2 separate regions of the Gossypium hirsutum genome follow, and region 2 is linked to region 1. Evidence: chromatin contacts called from public Hi-C data. All regions are on one chromosome and are shown on one strand. Each heading gives the region's core, a stretch centred on a gene start, on an enhancer-like site or on the middle of the called end of the contact. The rest is flanking DNA. Distances are from core to core; before and after follow the strand shown.

What was found. A called contact is a pair of places that touch in the nucleus more often than the background predicts.
Region 2: a contact with region 1 is called in a Hi-C map of leaf, with 2.2 times the contacts expected there. The contact joins the promoter of LOC107921881 here to the enhancer-like site in region 1. A contact is called at or near these places in 17 of 34 Hi-C or Micro-C datasets (anther, callus, fibers and 4 more).

The regions. Positions count from the first base shown.
Region 1 is chrA12:77,526,225-77,529,228 of Gossypium_hirsutum_v2.1, reverse strand. It overlaps the pseudogene LOC107919622. Among protein-coding and RNA genes, the nearest start is that of LOC107923935, 6.2 kb to the right of the region's middle. Within about 2 kb of position 1,383, at least 7 of the 9 cell types and tissues checked have an H3K27ac peak or open chromatin away from gene starts, as enhancers often do. A contact at or near this core is called in hypocotyl and leaf, where this site is marked.
Region 2 is chrA12:77,694,572-77,697,573 of Gossypium_hirsutum_v2.1, reverse strand. It overlaps LOC107921881 (2-oxoglutarate-dependent dioxygenase 21, chloroplastic), which reads left to right and starts at 1,618. Exons shown (of 3, transcript XM_041084165.1): 1 at 1,618-1,797; 2 at 2,161-2,408; 3 at 2,768-3,002. The coding sequence starts at 1,618.

The sequences.
Region 1 (3,004 bases), core at 134-2,633:
CGATCCAGAACAATATCTAGGTTTACCTAATTTGGTGGGTAGAAAGAGGAAAGAGGAAAGAGGAAAGCCTGAAGGATAGGTTACAGCAACAAATAGATAATTGGAGTATAAAACATCTTTCGCAGGGAGAAAAGGAGGTTTTTATTAAGGCAGTCCTTCAATCTATTCCAGCTTACTCAATGCAGATATTGTTAAAAAAAATCAAGCAGATCCCTTTGGCAAGGACAGAGCACGACGATTTCCAATTATGGGGGGAACCATCTGGAATTTTCTCTATTAGGAGCGCCTACAAACTATTATAACAGACTACACTGGATCCTAGTAGTTATAATTTACAGGCCGAGAATAAAAAATTTTACAGGAAATTATGGAATCTACATATTCCTTCAAAGATCAAAATTACAGTTTGGAAAGTTGCCTGGAACTATATTCCTACTTTTGCGAATCTTAAAACTAAACGAGTAGTCGTTGAAACTCATTGTCCCAGGTGTCGTCTTACTGAAGAAGACAGTTTCCATATTTTCTGGTAGTGCCCTACAACAAAGGAAGTATGGAGAAATTTACAGTGTTCTTGGGTGCTTAATAGCAACAGTGAAGGCATATGGGAGTGGCTTACCTGGGTTTTCAACAAGGGGACAAGTGAACAGTGTCGTCTTTTCTGCCGTGGGTTATGGATTATCTGGACAAGTCGAAATAAACTCCTTTATGAAAATAGAAACACAACAAGCACTGAAATTTCCAATCAAATAGTTAGCTACGTTTCAGAGTTGTAAGGAGTAGAGAAAAAACTTAGCTTAGATTCTGATAGAGTTCTTTAACAGGTTGATCAGAGAACGTGCCCAGTTATTTATTTTGATGCAGCTTTTGACCAGCAGTCTTTCAGATCAGCTACGGGGTTGATAGTCCAAGCGATGGATGGGGAAATATTGGCTTACAAATCGGTACTCCATGTCGACGTTGCATCACCGTTTGCGGCGGAGGCTCTTGCAGGTTTAGAGGTAATAAGGTTAAGTATTTCCATGGGCCTAACTACATGCATTATCTTGGGTGACTCTAGAACAGTTATTAAAAAATGCCAGAGTACATATTATGATAGATCGATCGTCGGAGCAGTCATCAGAGATATCCAAAATTTAAAAATACATTTTCAAAATATGGATTTTCATTTCATTCCAAAATCAGAAAATCTCTTTGCTTATACTTTTGCTGGATAAGTATTAGAGAGAAATGAAAGTCATTACCTGGAGGGCAGCATCCCAGAGAGTGTTCGAAGAGCAGTGGAGAGGAAAAAGCAAAGAGAACCAGATTAGAGTAAAAGAAATGGCTCTTCTGAAAACTTGTAGCTGAAGATTAAAGATTTGATGAGATTTGAGCTTATCTACTATTTCCAATGGTTGTGACGGTTCAGATGACAAGACGTGACTTTAAAAGGGCAGTTGTTGCTGTCGACTGGTATTAGTATGAGTAGGTTTTTTATTTCTTTCTCTATTTATGGGCCTTTTTGTTTTTGCCTGATTTCTGTTTTATTGGACCTGTTTATTTTGGATCCAAGTCCAAGATGTAGGAGTTTCTGATTACTGTTATTGTTTTTTTTTTAATAAAGAAATAAAACCAGTCGATTTCATCAAAAAAAAAATTTGTCCCCAAATTTAGGGCCAGGCTAACGACTTTTTTAGTACTAAGAGTTTTAGTTGGGCTTATTAACCAGTAATCATTTGATGGTTCGGTCGGTGGGTTGTTAGGTCCAAGCAAATTAGCAAATTTCATTAACAGAGAGCGGGCTTAATCTAGTTTAATATATACAGAAATATTTAAACTTAAAAATTTATATCTATTCGGTATCAAAATTCAAAAATTATATTAAAATATGAGATTTTTACATGTCATCATGATATTGATAGTAACGCCTCATTACTATAGTTTACGAAATCAGGGGTTGGAAATTCGGGGGCTGAAATTTCGGGGTTGAAGGAGGTTGCTTTTAAACAATGAGATTTTATCAAGAAATTAAAAGAGAGCAGGCCTGGGGGTAATTATGGGCAGCGGACTAAAGAAAAAAAGGGTAAGGAACAGTGGGCCAGAGCAGTTTTATTGGGCTGAAAGATAAGGCTAGTAGGCTAGTCTATTTGGAAGTTGAACAAGGAAAAGCTGGACAAGGCCGGACGCATGGGGATTTAATTTTAGAAAATAATATGGGCTTCAATTCGGACGGGTCACAACCAATTTCGACTGGCAAGTTGATTTTAAATGATTCAGGACACTTAGACCATATTGTGCAGTCGGGCCTCACACTGATTTCACAAAACAAAAACTCCTCTCTGCATATTAATCATACATTCGAAGGACCTATTGAGTCAGAGGTGGTTTTAAATTTTAACGTGTTGGATCCCAAAAGACATTCGGCTGTAATTTTTAAAGGAAATTCAGATCACAATTCCATAGTTACAGAGTCGAATAATAGACCAAGTGACTCTAATATCTTGGCTGTTCTTTCAAAAGGACATGGACTTGATAATAAAAAAGGAAGAGGGCGTAGTGGTAGAGCGCTAAATAAGACAATTCGTGGACGAGGGGACGTTTTAAAATTGCTGGAAATTCGCGTGCCTCACTCCATGATGCTATGAATTCCATGGCAAAACTTATTGGTGAGTAAGTGGAGACCCTTACTGATACGGTCAGTACCAACGATGAGGGATATAAAGCTTCCATTGGCCTTTGAAAGGTTAGTCCTCTTACTTTTAATTTATTATCTATGAATTTTACTATTTTTTCTTGGAATTGTCAGGGTTGTACTAGTTTGAAGTTTATTCGGGTTTTTCATGAATACAATCAGGAACATAAACCCAATTTGATCAGCCTTATTGAAACAAGGGTCAGTAGGGGAAAAGCTGATTTGATTATTGCGAAGCTTGGTTTTCATTACTCACAACTAGTAGAGGCAGTGGGCTTTTCAGGTGGTATTTGGATTGGTTGGAAAGAATCTGTTGGAGTAAAGGTTCTAAAA
Region 2 (3,002 bases), core at 369-2,868, 170 kb before region 1:
ATTCCTTGAGAACCACTGGGGTGAGGAAAAGCTCCTTGCGGATCATAGTGTCGTTTTTTAGTTGGAATTATTAGCATAACAGAGCTTACCTTCTGGCTTGAATTCCAACTCAAAAACTCGTGGCCGAATTTTCCTTTGTGCCCCACGTAGTAACGGAGGTAAAGTTCTCCGCCGTCCTCGGCCGCCATTGTTTCCCACAGATTCTCGACCAAACAGTAGAGTAACGAACTCCTATCGAAGGGAAAATGGATGGGTATTGCCAAAATTACAAGTCTTGGGTATGGGCATGATTGATCCGAGCCACCCAGTTCACAGGACGATCTGTGGTGAATCATGGGTATGGGCAAGAGTGGGTTCATTCATGGCCTCACTCAAAATTGAAGCCCGTAGAGAAAGAAAGAGAAATTGGACAATAAGGATAAGCCTTAACCCAGCAGCAACTGAGAATTATGGTTCTAGACTAGTCTACCTGTTCTTTACTCTGTTTTTCCATCCAATTTATGGTAAGCTCCTGCTGACTGCTGACTCAACAACTATACAATTAACCTGACCTGGTATTCTGTCTTTTCAGCCACCATCTCTTCCATCAACACACTCCTCAATTTGCATAGCGAACAGATGTGAGTTCTCCACTGGCTTTCCCCAAATCAGAGGCATGAAATTTGAACGAAATACATCACCTGGTCTGCATGCACAAGTACTGCCCAATAAAAAGCCCTCCTTTTAAGCCAAAACCTGTGGGCAGTTAAAGACTTAAGTCTTGTCGGCTTTGACATTGGCTAAAGTCCAAACTGATCCTGAGATTTGCGCACCAATTGTAGTAAACAAATTCATGTAGTAAAAATATACTGTTTTTTAGTAGAAACATGGAGTAAAGTCCGTCGGAGTGTGGGTTATGTTGTATTCAACAAACAAAAATGACCTGAGACCACCGACTTGCTTGCGGCTCTTCACTCCTAGGCCAATTTTTTCCAGTTGAATTCGTAGAGAAGAAACAGAGGGTTAGTGATGTAATTTCATCATCATCTTCATATTCAAACAAGGTAGACGCAGCAGCATAGAATTGATACAAATTCAATGTTAACTACATCAGTATATCATACCAGAATAAGTTAAAAAATATATAAATATTTTAATTCTTCCACTAGTTTCCACATGAACAAATGCCTCATGTCTGACGTTTATAAATATGGTGATATACTAAAAACTTCTTCAAGCTCCATAATTGCGTGTGTGGGTGTCACAGCCCCCAAATGTACAGCGACTTTGTTTTCGGTACCCATTCAGGTTTAACATCATAGCGTTTTCGCGTGGGTCCCGCGTTCACCTTTGTCCTTTTCACGCCCTCATGCTTAAAGTTCTTCTGTGGCTTCTCTTGCTATATTCTTCTTTCCTGCGCATTTATGAACACGCAACATATAATGTTTAAGATCACAGCTCCATATCAATATTCATTGCAACTGTACATAACCTGATAGTTACGTCTAGCATATAAATAGGAAGAACAGGCTGCTAAAACTGATCATTCGCTATTTACTAGCAAAGATATTTCAAAGTATGGAAGGAGAGGGAGAATGCTCGGATAACCTATTTACTAGTGTAATGACACTTACCAAGATGAGGGTACCTCATGTGCCTCAACGCTATGTTCTTCCTCCATCGCAACGTCCGAACCTTACACTTGACCTCACCACAACCCTTCCCATTATAGACCTTTCCACCTTACACCATGCTTCTCAAAGGTCTCTAACACTTGATACTATACAAGGCGCCTGTAAGGAACTTGGGTTCTTTCAGGTATCATTCAGGGTTAGCAAGTTTAGTTTACTGTAGCCCCAAGTCTACATTAGTGTAACTGTATTTTTTTCAGCATATATTAGATAGATGTTATGAATGTTATTTTGTGTGTTTATCGGTTTAGCATTCCAACTGAATCACACAATATGTATGTGGGTGTATGAGTTTAAATTGAAAATTTACAGTTATACCATATATGTTCTACTTGACACCCCAGACAACAAAGCACAACATATATATGGGGGATGCTTGCTTACTGAAAAAGCTTCAATACAATTTATATTACATATAATAGCAAGACATCATAATTCATGCATGCTAATATAATATTGTCCACATAAAAGCACGCACATTTTTTTTTAGGTGGTTAACCATTGCATCCCTCTCCCCGTCATCCATGACGCCCTTGCTGCTGCAACAGAGTTTTTCAACTTGTCTCTCGAGGAGAAAATGTCTCTATTATCAGATAATGTGCATAACCCCGTAAGGTATGGTACTAGTTTGAATCATGCAAGCGATAAAGTTCACTATTGGAGAGACTTCATCAAGCATTACTCCCACCCTATTTCTGATTGGATCCATCTATGGCCTTCAAATCCTCCAAGTTACAAGTAAGCAAGCCATCATTATCTTGGATCTCTTAAATTATTTGTTAGAAGCAATTACCTTCCATCTTAAGGGCAAAATTGGAAACAACACAAGAGGAGCAATTCTGATTGGTACTTCATAAGCATAAGTCTTAAATGTGGCTAAAATTGGCAGCTTCTAGGTCTAAGAACTATAATGCATGCCTTCCAAATCTTCCAGAAGGAAGAAACAACAAAAGAGGAAATAGAAAAGACAAATTATAGCTTCTCCTTTTGTCTTTTTTCTTTTCTGTTGAAGCAACACATGGTTTCCGTTTTTTATGCATTTCCAATCATTCTCAAACTATTGTGATGCATTGACTTTAAACTATTTTTTCCCTAAGGGATAAAATGGGAAACTACGCAAAGGCAGTACAAGTGCTACACAAGCAACTGATGGAAGCCATCTTAGAAACTTTAGGATTGAACTTTGGCAACTTACAGAAGGAAATTGAAGAAGGCAATCAACTAATGGCCATTAATTGCTATCCAGCTTGTCCTGAACCAGACCTCACATTAGGTATGCCACCACACTCAGATTACGGAACGCTAACTGTCCTGCTTCAGAGTGGCCCAGGG